2 separate regions of the Sus scrofa genome follow, and region 1 is linked to region 2. A link is a contact called in public promoter capture Hi-C data. All regions are on one chromosome and are shown on one strand. Each heading gives the region's core, a stretch centred on a gene start, on an enhancer-like site or on the middle of the called end of the contact. The rest is flanking DNA. Distances are from core to core; before and after follow the strand shown. Region 1 holds the start of ZBTB18 (zinc finger and BTB domain-containing protein 18). Region 2 holds the start of CEP170 (centrosomal protein of 170 kDa).

Region 1 (7,259 bases), core at 3,780-6,279, 720 kb before region 2:
GCAGCAAATGTCTACTATGGTCTGGAAACTCCATACTGTCTTCATAACCTGGGAAGAGAGACATTTCTCATGAGAGCCTGGTCAGGAACGACTTTGCAATGCTCTAGTCTCCATGAAGAAAAAAAAGAAGAAGAAGAAGGAAAAAAAAAAAAAAAAGAACCAGCTTGGGCCGCCGAGGTCCATGTCCCTGAATCTTAATCAGGCTGATGAGCCAAGCACTACCAAATCACACACACAAAACCAAACGCGAGAAGAAAAATGGACACTTTGGAAACTTCTTAACCCCAGCCAAACAGTCTCGGATGCATCTCCACCCTCCTCGAACTTTTAGTGGAGTTTTAAAAGCCTTAATTTCAGTACGGTCTCTTACTGAGAATGAGAATTTAGGTCTCTTTCAGAAGAAATTTAATTAACTCTCATCGTCAAATGATGTCCTACAAAACCTACAAAATAGCTTTAATTTCAAAGGGAACAACTCGTAGGATGAACAAAGAAAAGTCCCAAACACATTCTGGAAGATTCAGAAAACTTGTTCAACCATCCTTTTTTATTTTCTTACTTTTGCTACTTGACTGCACTTAGAAAGCACAATTTAAACACACACATTTGGCTGCATCGAGGAAGAAAAAAAAAAATGAAATCGCATAATTAGTCCAGAAATTAGCAAACAACTTACTTTTAAAGTCAGAGTGTTACAACAACAAAAGCCCTGTGTATAAAAACAGATGTTAATGCCTTAAGATTTGCAGGTACTGCGCACATGCACGAGATCAGAAGGAACGACACCAACAGATGGAAAAGATCATCTTTACTATGAACAAATCCAAATTTTTTTTCTAATGAATGGAGAAAAGAAACGGTTATATTTCTTTGTAAACTGCGTACATCTAGACTATTAGGAACCAGGAGGGCTTTATTTAATTCTGAAAATTCTCATCTAAACTTTGATCTGTTGCAAAACAAATGAGTTCCTTATTAAAATGAATGCAAACTTTTAAATAAAGGCATATTACCTTCAAATGAAACTCAAAAGCTTTACAGGTTCAACATCCAAGAAAAAAAAAAAAAAGCCTTGTTAGAAAAAGAGAAACTATTTTTTTTTTCCTCTGTCATACCTCAGTCAACAGAAAATACTTTGTTTCAACATAACTTGATATATCTTGTTTTCCCACTAGCTTCTATTCTTTCAAATATGCATTGCTGCCCTTATTTTCTGGGAAAGGAGGGTAAAATGGAGGGAGGCAAGACACAGATGTGCAAAGGGTCACAATTCAGCTGCAAAATTCAACTCCTTAAAAATAAAGGATTCCCCCCCCCCCTTTCCCCTTTCCTCTGACCAAAAGCAAGATTCCACACAATCCATCTCACAGAGTGCATTTGGGGAATGGGTACATGTTAATTTAATATTTAAAAATTACTTCCCGGCTTCTTCTACACTTTGCCCAAGATGGACTAAAACTTTCATCTTAACCCAGTACATTTTGCAAGATGCCGCTGCTGGAATAACCCAAGATTTACAATACAATCACTTTAAGTGCCCCACAGCTAACATCAATCCTAATCCTTGAGAGGGCTAAAAATAAAGATTGGAGGGCAGCTCACAAGGTAGCCGTGATCAAATTAGGAGGCTGAGAGGACAGAGAGGGACGAAGAAGGAAGCTTATAAACATCTGATCCAGCTGACTGTGGCCATATGGCAGCTGCTGCCCAGATAAAGAGATTAAGAATAGAGGAGTGCGATTACAGCTGTCTGGCCAATTCAGGCAGCTCAAATCTACAAGTTCTAAATTAGTCGCTAACACAAAAACTCCTGCAAATCATTATCGTTATGCTGAAATAAAAGATCTCTTAAATATATATTTGAAAGAGAAATGAGGAAACCAGTCAAACTCTTCTCCTGGGGACCAAAGTTTTTTTTGTTTGTTTGTTTTTTCTCTTTTTAAAAAAACCTTCGGTTTCAAAAGCACTACAGCTGTATGTTTCAGTAGTGCTGCCGAATGTTTTGAAGAATAAAGTTTCACAGTGGAATTAATTACACAACAATCTAGCTTCTTAACTAGAATAATCTTCTCATGTAAGTTTGAATGCTGGATTCCAAACAGTTTACTATTTCTCCCCCACCCCCCAACCCAAAGCAAAAGGAATCTAAAGAGCAGTGAACAACAACAAAAAAGCATTTTAATCCCAAGGGATCTCAAAAAGCAGTCTTTCAAAGCTTTTCTTAACACTTCACAACTTGAAATATTTCTGTATATTAAAGTTATTTACCCACTCGAGCAAAAGGGATAAAAAATTAAAACCAAACAAGCCCAAGACTTTCAACGCCAATAAGATGTTCATTTAATCCTCCATTTCTTAAATTTTATTCCTAAACTGGATTAGCAAAGTAATGTGATTTTTTTTTAAATTAAATAAACAAAACACCCAAACAGAAATATGCTCGATCTAATCTCTTGCTACTCCTACCTTTAGGACACATAAACCTGATTAAGTCCTTCCCTCTGAGTCTCGCTGGCTCCAGGTCTGTTACATCGGTGGAAAAAAAGCAGACTAAGAGAGACAGATGCAAAGTGGAGATGATGTTAGAGAGGAATGAGATACCTTCTCCACCACAGATCCGCACACACTAACTCCCTGTCTGTGTGTTAGAATAAAAGGCTGAGGGATGGCAGGCTGTCAGCTGCTCTGACATCATGTTCAGATGGAAATGCTACCTCCAGCTGTGCTCCTTTTAATGCCATATGCTACTCCTCTACACTCCTGCCACCAGCTTTTTCTTAGGAGAACTTTTCTCTTCTGTTAGTATAAACAAAATACTTCAAAGTCTCCCTTTTTTTCCCCCCAAACTTTCTAACAGAAGAAATTGAAAAACTCAGCATATGGAGTTCTACTGTATTTATGGAATAGCAACACTTCTGTCTTAAGTTGGTGGACTGGCTTACATACTGACAGCACACTCAAGCCACGGTGCTATTCAGGAAATCCAGATTCACTTTTATTCAACTCCAACGTTTAGTTGCAAAGGCAGCTTAGGGATATTTTTAAACCAACCCATTTGACATCTCCAGTCCCATTTCAACATTATTACGGCACTTTTTTTTTTTTTTTCCCCTGCTGAGATAATGGTATACGTGTCTCAGAATGCTGGAAGACTGTTCAGAACTACCACTTCAAACTGGTTCACCTTATTATCTCATACTTCACTCTTATATAACTAACTTTTCTCCAACTACCTCCTCAGTTCTCACACTGCCAGTTAATGCAAATTTCAACTCTCTGTATCAACAAACTGAAACTGCACTTTCTGAAATCCTGGAAAGTACTTCAGTTCAATGAGACAAATTAATAAACCCATACAACCTGCTACAGCCATTTACAGTGAATGCTGCATCTGCCTATCTGATTTGACTTTCTGCTCAGAAAGAGCAGAACTCTGTCTTCCCCTTGATCTGTGTCCCATAACAATCTTTTTTGTGGGTCACTCTGTAATGTTCATGATCACAAGAAAACCTTTCAGGGAGAAAGGGGGAAGTGGAAGGGAAGCCAGGTCTAGGAAGTTGGGAACTTTTTTTTTTTTTTTTTTTTTTTTAGTTAGACTTTGTGGGTCCTTTTAGAGCGGCTGACGAAATTGTTAAGGTAACCCGGGCCGGCCTGACCGGTGCCCTGCAAGGGGCTGCGACATCTGTGAATGTCAAGCACGTCTCTACAAGACCCTTCTGAGGGTGAGGAGCAGAAAAGGCGCTGGGGCCTGAGGCGCAAAGTGTCACAGTCCTGGGGATGTCCACTCCGCTCCCATTAGAAAACCACGGCCAAGAGTTAAATAAAGAGTAACAAAGACCAAGGTCTCCATCCCGCGCTTCTCGCTTTTCCAAAGTCACAGACCTAACTTTCTCTAACTTCGCGATGAATGACACAATTATGAATGCCTATTTCAGGAGGCACTCTTTGGAAATAAATTCCTTCTCGGCCACACCACCTATTCTGCACAAATGCCCTCGCCTCATTCCAATATATCAGACATTAATCACCCCATTTACCCGGTGGGGCGGGGGGCTAGGCTGGGGCGGGGGGAATGGCGAGTGACAGTTTAACGAGTCCCGAGCACTGCAATGGGCCAGCGACTCCCACTCCACAAATCAACCCCTCTGCGCCTCGCAGCCGCGGGTCCGGAGAGGTTTTGTGAGGTTGGGTTTTGTTTTTCAAGGAGGTGGGGGCGGGGGGGGGTGAAGAGCGGGGAGTGGGGAAGAAATGCAAATCTTTACGTAGTTGGCTGTGCATAAAACACTAGGGGAAAGAGGAAGGTTAAACCACAGGGAAGGAGGCGGAGGGCGTAGAGCCGGTGCAGCAGGAAAACACCTTAAACAACAGACGAGAAAACAGACCCAGGTCACGGCAACAACAAAAGAAAAGTCGTAAGAAGCCGGGGGAGGGAGGCGGCTACCGCTTCCCCGCCGCCCAGGCGCGAGCCCCCGGCAACTGCCCCGGCCCGGGAGGGGCCTCCCCGCGGGCGCTGCCGCAGCTGCACGGGTCCCCGGAGCGGCGGCCGTCCCGCCGCCTTGCAGCTGCACCGCTCCCAAGCCCCCGCCCCGCGCCCCCGCCCCGAGAGGCGCCGCCGCAGCTGCACCGGCCGGAGCGCGCCCCGCGCCGCAGCTGCACCGGCCGCACCCCGCCCGACCCGCAGCTGCGGCGGCCCGGCCTCGCGCCCGGCCCCCGCCGCTGCGGCGCCCCCCCCGCCCCGCCGCCCCCAGCTCCACCCGCACAAACTAACTCCACTCACGGGGCCCGGCCGCCCGGCCGCCCGCCCGCACTGCCCCGCCGGCCGGGGCCGCACAGCCAGCGCCCCGCCCGCCATGGCCGGGGCGCGGAGGGGACGCCGGGTTGGGGCCGGGGGCCGGCGCCGGGACTCACACGGAGCGGCCCTAAGTCACCGCGTCCCCACCGCCGCCGCGTCCTCCGCCTCCCGGCCGCCGCCGCCGCCGCCGCCGGACTTGGTGGGCTTCCTCCTCCGCGGGCCCCCCTCCCTCCCTCCCGGCCCCCCCGCCCCCCACTCCCGGCTCCGTCGCCCGCTCCCCCTGCCCCCTCCCGCCCGCCCACCCCCGCTGGCAGCCGGAGGAGCGCGGCGGAGCGAAGAGGCCCCACTCTCAACGGCTCCCCATGGCAGCAGCCCAGCGGCGGCCGCAGCCTGCCAGACACAGCGAGGGAGCGAGCGAGCTAGGAGCGAGCGCGGAGCCCGGGCTGGGGGGCAGTGGCGGGGGGGGCGGGGGGAGCCGGGGGGAGGGGCGGGGGGACGCACCACGCACGCACGCGGCGGCGCCGGCCAGATGTTCCCCCCGCCTCCCTCCCTCCCGGCGCTGGGCTGCTGCGATTGACCGAAAGCGGCCGGACCGGGTTCCCCGCCCGCCCCCTGCACGCAGTCTCCTCCAATAGGAGGGCGGCTTTTCAGAGGGGCGGAGGCAGTGGCGGGCTTTCGTCGGACTGACAAGAGAGCCCACCCAATGGGAGAGGCCAGCCGGAGCTGCCGCTCCCGCGAGCCAATCGCAAGCAGAAACTCTTGGGCTGGGCGGACCCGGGCGGGCGGGGCTGGTAGCGAGGCGGTGCGGGCGGAGTCGTCGGGCGGGCGCAGCGGCGGTGGCGGCAGCGGCGCCCCTCTGGGGGACTTGGCCGTGAGAAAGTGAAAGGAGCCCGCGGGCGGCGGCGACAGCTGCGTTGGGAGGGGCCTGTTTCCAGGCTGGGAGGCCTCGCGCGCTCTGGGGGTGCGGAGCAAGCTTTTCGGTGTGCTCCTTGACAACCGTAAATACACTTTTAAACGTAGTGGGGCTGGGCTGCTCGAAGTTAAGCAGGTATCCGTGGAGGCAGGGCGCCCGGGACAGACTTGACCTGAGTCCGGCATTAGGTGGCCCCCTCTGCTCCTGCTGTGAGGGCCCAGGCCTTCGTCCCCCGGAGCGCAGAGCTTAGGACTAAGGGACGTCCTCGCGCCCACCCGCGCTGCCCGGTGTGCAGGTGCGCGTCGGGCTCTGCGGACACCACCGGCTCGGACGGGCCGTTTCTGGGCGTCCTTCTCGAGGCATCTTGACACAGGCACGGCGGCGGAGCGCCCGTCGTTCTCGGAGAACCCTCTTGTCACGTGTACTTCCTTGCACTGTTACAAGTAGCCATTCCCAAGTGACCAAATTCTAGAGAACTGCAGTAAAATTGATGCTTGTAGAAGCCATAGCCTGATTCCGTAATTGGTATGTCTCAAGCCACAAAATTAAACTACCAAGGGTAGATGTCAGACTGTTGTATCGCTTCTCCCTCCCTTCAAGTAAACTTTTATTCCATTCCTGTTCTTTGCAGTTAAACTGTGTTGATCAGGGCCACGAAGACATGTAGCAACCTCAACCTCAAGAAACTGGAAATCTTGTTGAGGAGGCAAGAATCACAAGTAAAAAGTTGAATAAGAAGTGAAAAAAATGGTTTGAGAATATAAAATAGAAAACTGCAGAGTGAGGAAGTTAGTGCACTAGTAAATGTCAAGTGAAATGTGTTTATTCTTTGTTAACTGAACTGGGACTGGCAAGCCTGTTGCGACCCAACTTGCCAGAAGACTCTTCAACTGGGCAAAATGTGCTTTCACTTTGTTCCAGGTCAGATGGATAAAGTAAGTTGAAAAAGTGTCGTGTGGGCAAATCAGACATATTGAATTACTAATGAAGTCAAAACAGGAGCACGCAAAATTCCTGGAGCTGAAATACTGTTGGAATATCCTGTTAGAAACAGTAGTGAGGTTCTCTGCTCTTTCCTCAATGTTTTTGTGTGCCCTTATGATTGATAACCGAGGTCAAGGCCATCCTGAGGCAACTAGAGTTTTGTGTTCCGTGAAATCTGTTGTTGGATCTGGGTGGCTGGTGAATTCTAGATCTTTAGTCTGTCAGTAGAAAGAGCAGAGAACCTCACTACTGACCTGTTTCGACTTAGGGGAATTTTACAAACGTTCTCGATGAAGGAAGATAGTGTATATACTATATATATAGCATATATGATTGTATGTCTATAATTATGTATATAATGTGTATATAATAATGTAAGAGTGTATATTATAAAAACAGGTGAAAAGAAGCAGGCGCTTTGCCAACAAGTGCAGGAAAAGCTTGGGAAAATAAACACTTGCATTCTCAAAGTTGTTTCTCACCTACTAAAAGTTTAAAATAAGGAAAGTAACAGATTTCTGGACAAAAAGAGTCAGTGATAGTGACAGCATATTACATAATAAGTTCATG
Region 2 (6,915 bases), core at 3,899-6,398:
CATAGTAACATAATTATACACTGCAACAGACAAACAGAGCTAATCCTAAAGAGTAACAACACAGATCTTCCAAGACAGATGAAACTCCATGGCTCTTCAAATGGAGCCTTTGCATCTAAAGGGCCATAATCCTTATCAAGAATACTACTCCCCAGATGCAGTCATCTGCTGCTTACATGTAAGGAAACCAGGCTAGACAGGAGTTTCCAGTGGGTTTCCTATCCCACTGCTACCGGGCACAGCTTTATCTGTCTATATCCAAGAGATGGAAAGATACTCATTTCCTCGTCTCTCCTTAGAGGTCAGTAAGAGACCTCACAATGCATCCTCATTTCTTTTCCCTAACACCAATCACAGGGGTTGAATATAAACTTAATTATGAACACAAACACAAATACAACCTCTGAATCCTACACAATCACATGAACATAAACGTAAGTAAATAATTCATCTGGGGAGTTCCCGTTGTGGCTCAGTGGTAAAGAACCCGACTAGTATCCATGAGGATTCGGGTTCAGTCCCTGGCCTGGTTCAGTGGGTTAAAAGATCTGGCATTGCTGTGAGCTGTGGTGCAGGTTGCAGACATGGCTCAGATCCTGCACTGCTATGGCTGTGGTGTAGACCAGCAGCTGCAGCTCTGATTTGACCCCTAGCCTGATAAATCCATATGCTGGTGTGGCCCTAAAAAGCAAAATTACTATTTGTTAGCCCACTATCCAAATATCAATCAGTACAGTGAGCACCGGAAAGGTTACTGAGCTGCTGATTGCTGACAAATTTGTCTGTTCTATTCACTTTTGTCATCCCGTTGCTCTGCTAATTTCCAGCTCAGCACTGAGCCTCTCTTGACATCCGGATGCTTTTGAACAAAAGGCAAATATGCTGCTGCCTAGGAAGGATCATCACTCATATATGTACTGTGAATTATTAATGTCTGCATTCTCCATCTGTACTGGGCAATGTGAAGGGAATTACCCTGGTGACAGGGAGGCAAAACCACACCCCGCAAGGTGCCCAGCTGTCTCCGAGAAAACATGCAATGAGCCATACCTCACTAGGCTGAGCCCGGATGCACCGCAGTTCTCAAAACAAGCGTAGACCAGAGCGGACGAGCAGAAAAACGAAACCACAGCAAGATAAGAGAGACATGTGTCTGTGTACACTTGACCGGGCCTCAGCTAGTTTAGAAGACTGTTGTCACTGTTCACTAGAGGGCTGACAGGTAGCATGACCAAGATAAAAATAGCACAAGCCAAAAGCAGACAAAACCAGCTAAGTGGCAAAGACAATACTGAAAGACATTAAAACAAGTGTACAGAAATTTCAAAATCTCAAAGAAAATATTCTCATAAGACTCTCATTGCTGAAAACCGTGCTGACGTGGCAGGCGCCAGGAGTGAAAGATAATCTGCACCGGAGGGTAAACATTTTAAGAGAGCAGTGTCTCGAAGATCACTAATGATGTATGGATGCTGGCAAATCAAGGAGATCGGCCCTGAGCATCATGAAGGACACACCTGGTATTTTTCTGGCACCAACTGAGAGGGTTTATGCATCTGTCACTTTCCATTGATAAAGAAGTAAGCTTAGCCACACTGACAGAACTTAGGCAAAATTACGAGCCAATACAATCTGTATCCTTAATTGCCATTATTTTCAAGTACGATTCTCGCAGAGCAAATGCTATGAGCAAAGCCTTGCAACTTCTAGATCATGGTTCTCAATTTCAGCACCATTGACATTTGGACCTGGTAAATTTTTTTTTTTTTTTTTTTGTCTTTTTTCTATTTCTTGGGCCGCTCCCGCGGCATATGGAGGTTCCCAGGCTAGGGGTCGAATCAGAGCTGCAGCCACCAACCTACGCCAGAGCCACAGCAATGCTGGATCTGAGCCGCGTCTGCAAGCTACACCACAGCTCACGGCAATGCCGGATCGTCAACCCACTGAGCAAGGGCAGGGACCGAACCCGCAACCTCATGGTTCCTAGTTGGATTCGTTAACCACTGCGCCACGACGGGAACTCCGGACCTGGTAATTCTTGACTGTAAAGGCATGTGTTGTGTTTGTAGAGCAGCATCACTGGCCTCTGCGCCCTAGATCCAGCGGACTCCTCCCTGCCAGCTGCAGCAACCAAAAATGCATCTAGACATGACCAATCATCTCCTGGGTGGAAAACAGTCACCCCAGATGAGAACTGCTGACTTAAAGTAATAACATGAGAGCTGTTGTTCAGTCCTGAAGAGAGACTTCCCACATTACTACATTTTAACTACGGCCATGTCTTAATGAAGAGTGGGCAGGACAATGGGCTAGTCTGCCACCGTGGTGGGCAGTGTACAAACCCGGGCCATCACTACTGTGAGGAGGTGCTTCTGACCCAGGTGTTAAAGCCGCCATAATTAAGAACTTGGGGGAGTTCCCTCTGTGGCTCGGCGGTCAACAAACCCAACTAGGATCCATGAGGATGCAGGTTCGATCCCTGGCCTCACTCAGGGGGTTAAGGATACGGCGTTGCCACCAGCTGTGGTGTAGGTCGCAGACGCTGCTCGCTCAGATCCTACATGGCTGTGGCTGCGGTGCAGGCTAGTGGCCATAGGTCCGATTCAAGCCTGGGAACTTCTTCTATATGCTGCAGATGCGGCCCTAAAAAGCAAAAAGCGGGGGGAAAAAAAAAGAGCTTGGAATTCATAGTTAGTTTCAACTTGTTTTCAGACCTAAGTACGTGAAACAATAGCTGTACTCTAAGGCCACTTTCTATAACTCCCTTAGGTGGTCACTGCTATTACTATCCCAGCGGGTTTTAATGAAGCTCCCCCATAATCAAGGTTGCTTCAGCAAGTACACAAGTGCATGTCAAGGTACCGTCCCTACTTTTTGGCCTCTGAGGAGTACCACTAAATGAAAAGGTGGAAGACCTTAGCACAAACGGGTGAAATGATTGGTTTAAGTCTTTTAAACATCTCAAAGAGATAATACAATTATTCTTAGTATCTCAAAAGCGTGATTAACTTTATAACTTTATCTCTTTTTTCTGTCCAAACCTGTTTACCATCTGAAAACACCCCTACAATCGCCTAACACTAAACCATTGTTTTGGTTCTACATTACTTCAGGCTTGACTGTTTACTTATAAAATATCCCTTTTTTAGCTGTTAAACCCTGTCTTTTGCTCATTTTACCTCAATGGTTGTAGGGAATAAAAAATGGAGTTCTACTGGCTTTTTATTACTCTGGTAAAAATAATGGTCATAAACGTTAAAACCAAGAGGTTTAAGAAATGCAAAAGAACAGAAAATAGAGTGAATGACGTCTAGGAGAATAATGAATCCTAAAAAAAAAATGTTTTAATGGCCCCACTCGTGGCAATATGGAAGTTCCCAGGCCAGGGATTGAATCGGAGCCATAGCTGCAACTTGTGCTACAGCTGTGGCAACAAGGGATCCTTAACCCACGGTGGAGGCCAGGTGGGTTAAGGATCCCTTAATGAACCTTTGCCTACACAGCAATCCGAGCCTCCACAGTCATTCTTAGCCCACTGCACCACAGTGGGACCTCTAATATTCCTTAATGAAACTTTTAAGGATTAAGGATCCAACAGAGTCATGGCAGTGGCTCAGGTGGCTGCTGAGGCATGGGTTCAATCCCTGACTGGGAACTTACACACACGTCACAGATCACAGGTGTGGCAGAAAGAAGAAAGAAAGAAGCAAGGAAGGAAGACAGAAAGAAAGGGAGAAAGAAAAAACATAGGCTTTTAAGCTTTTAAGGCAGACAAGCCTGACTGAATTAATACCAGGCTCTGCCACTAACCAGCTGGGTCGGCTTTGGCCTAATTTAACCTCCTTGCACCAGGTCCCCAGGTGTAGAAGAGGGTCACTCATAAGACTGTTGTTAAGTTTTAAGTGATTTAATGTGTGTAAATAGCCTGGGCCGCTAAATAGAAGCTGTTGTGACTAAAATAATTATTAGTGTGTTTTTTCCTTGTCCAATAAATCACATCCAACCCAGCATACTATAATTCGAATGTGTAAAAAGAGCGCATCAGAAATGTACTGGATTAAAAAGAGAGATGTAGGGGAAGTGGGCGACACTCATAGAAGCGTCCTAGAGATTTTGCGGGCGTCGGGTGAAAAAGATGCCCAAGACAAGATCAGGGAGTTGGTTCAGGTAACTATGGGAACTATGGGAATCAAGGGAAGCGATGCTGCTTAACCGTAATAACTATTTAGCCTTCCCTCAAAGATCACAGCAACATCCAGCTTCTTCCTCTGCACTCTGGCTTGGGCCGAACCAAGCCGTTAGGAAATGCACCTGGTCAGCTCCCGTCCACGAGACCCTGGTATTAAGGGGTTAGGGCAAAGGTTCGGAGCAACTCACCCCGGAGACTCCGTTGATACTGCCCCAGAATCTCCTCCAGGGTAGAGTTCTCCGAAGATTTCGCCATGCACACACTCGGAGCTCAGAGACGGGAGTTGCGTGGGGTAGTGTCCAGGGTTCTCCTCTCCGAGAATAAGAGGCCCCAGCGCCCCACAGGCGCCCACCCGCTTCCTGCCGCGGCTGTCAACCCGGAGCGCGGAATCCCAGACGCAGCCAGCCGGGCCTCTTCCCACCCACGGGCCCTTGTGGTGGACCTCGGAAATTGTAGTCCTCGTGTTCCGGGATTACTGTCTCAAGTTCCCAGGCGCCCTCCCAAACAAACTACAATTCCCAGAGGGCAACGCGCTCCAAGCTCACGCTTCAGCAGTTTGGCTGCCAGATCTGGTCGCCAAGAGACCGTTTGGAGGCTCCGCCCATTTCTGTAGCGCTGCCTGTCTTGGTCCTGCCTCCATCCCATCGTGTGTTTGGACCATCTGACAGAAAGCACTCACTGAACGCCTTGATTCTTTTAAGTTCGCTAGAATGCAGTTGACCCTTGAGGCGTCTCAAGAACGCAAATAAATTCTACACTCTTCAGCCACAACTTTTGCCAACACCGCCAAATAAATTCTCAGGAAAAAGAAGCTCTGAATCTCCCAAACAGCCTAAATTGTGAAAGCGGCTGACGCTACAAATTTTAGCACACCCAGCTGGCCACCCGACCTCAGTTTGGAGGAGTTGACGCACTGCCCGCTGGGAAATGTAGTCCTTACGGGTTGCGGTCCCAGCTAAAGCCCAGTCCTCCTCATTGTTGAAGCAGGTCTTTGGTGTACGCCTGCGCAGTCGGCAGCTGGCGAGGCCTGTGGGTGAGACCCCCCACACAACCCCTTTTCATTGTCTGTGCTTGGCGCCTGCGCAGTAGAAGTTCGCCGGGACTGGGCCGGAGCAGGGGTAGGGCCGGGCTCTTCGCCCTCTCCCCTGGCGCCTGCGCACTGGGCGGCCGCTCCTTGCCGTTACCGCTATGTGCGGAGCGTGTGTGGAATAACGTTATTGCCCAGCGGCGCGGAGGGGCCAGGAGCTCGATCGCGGCGGCGGCGGCGACGACGAAGACGACGACGACGGGGTGGGGGAGGAAGCTGGCGAGAGACTCACGGGACGCGGCGCGCCCCGCCCCCCGGTCCGGTGCCTCTCAGCAGTGAGGGGTAAGTGATGCACTCTGATGCCGTCGCCGCCGTCTTCCCACATCCTGCTCCTCCGGTTTGCAGCCGGGGCTCGGGCGCGGCCCGCGGCGGGCGGGGTGCGGGCTGGGCGGCGAGGGGCGCTTCCCGTAGGCTCCGCGCGCTGCCCCCGCCCCGGACCCGGGACCCGGCGGGGCCGCCCCTCCCCTCCCCCCCCGCGTCCCCCAGTCCTGCGGCCCGGCTTCCCCGCTTGTGTCCACGTATTGAGTCGTCTGGGCTCTCCCGGCTTTGTGCAGCCGCTCCGCCCAAGCAGTGTGCAGGGGTGCGGGCGGAGCAGTGGAGGGAATGGCTGCGCTGCCGCTGGTGAAGGGATATTTCCCGGTCCGAGCAGCTCGGTGTCGATCCTTATTGTGTGGTTGTTTTGGGGGTGTGGGGTGATTTGGGGGGTCCGGCGAGGAGCCTTTTGGACGCGGTGGGAGGGCGTAGAAGACGTGGTGTCACGCACCCCGCCAGGCGACTGCACCCGCGCAGGCTGTAGCTTGGTAGTAAACCGGGGGAGGAGAAAGTGGCTTCCTGTCGACTTCATTGTCCTGAGATTCAAATGTGGTCTTTGGTATGTGTCCCTTCATTTTATGCAAGGGAAGGAAAAATTAGCAGCTGCCTAACACAGGGCGGGAAGATGTGGGATTTGTATCCCGAGTCATAGAATCTTTGTTTTTTAGTGTGTAGCAGAGTTTTTATTTATTTGGAGAATGTAAAGCTTCTGGAAGACAAGGACAGTGCCTGTCCAAGCCTTGCCAAGGTGATCAATATAAAATTACTAGATGACGATGAAGAATGGACTAGGAAGGGCCTTGACGACGAAGCTGTTGTGTAGCAGGAAAATGAACCGGCGGAATTGTTTTTTTATTGGGTGGGTAACGCATTCGTGTTCCTAAGGGAGGAGGTTAGGAAACATCTTTCCGTTTTGTTTTTTAAGCATGCAAAACAAAAAATAGGCCTGGTACATTTCTTTTTCTGACTTTTTGAACTGATATTTTTATTCTCTTAATGAAAATTCACCCACTTGGGAGAAATGTGGTAAAGTAGGTGATACACTTGATTGAAAACGCATCTCTTAAAATGATTTGATTATTAAGCTTACAATGCATACAACCATTTGCTGGGGTTAAAACAAACAGAAGAGAGATTGAAGGAGAATGGGGAGGAGCAGGTGGAGGACTGATTTGAGAGGAGACAGTTATATTATAAATACAGTATCCAGGTCTGCACTGATATAACCCTGGCTGGGTAGGCTGCAACGGTTTAGGAATTCAGTTCTGGAACTATTACATTGCAAGTTACAAACCATTTTGTATTTTTCTGCCATTATTTTTTAAAA

Evidence for each region. Promoter capture Hi-C pulls out the DNA fragments that hold promoters and counts their contacts.
Region 1: a contact with region 2 is called in a promoter capture Hi-C map of liver, with 2.7 times the contacts expected there. The contact joins the promoter of ZBTB18 here to the promoter of CEP170 in region 2. A contact is called at or near these places in 2 of 5 promoter capture datasets (fetal liver and liver) and 1 of 2 datasets of contacts at active chromatin or transcription factors (skeletal muscle).

What each region holds. Positions count from the first base shown.
Region 1 is chr10:16,910,792-16,918,050 of Sscrofa11.1, reverse strand. It overlaps ZBTB18 (zinc finger and BTB domain-containing protein 18), which reads right to left and starts at 5,029. Exons shown (of 2, transcript XM_021064458.1): 1 at 4,909-5,029; 2 at 1-48. The coding sequence starts at 34.
Region 2 is chr10:16,189,510-16,196,424 of Sscrofa11.1, reverse strand. It overlaps CEP170 (centrosomal protein of 170 kDa), which reads left to right and starts at 5,148. Exons shown (of 20, transcript XM_021064150.1): 1 at 5,148-5,558. It overlaps SDCCAG8 (serologically defined colon cancer antigen 8), which reads right to left and starts at 5,247. Exons shown (of 16, transcript XM_021064181.1): 1 at 4,378-5,247. The coding sequence starts at 4,444.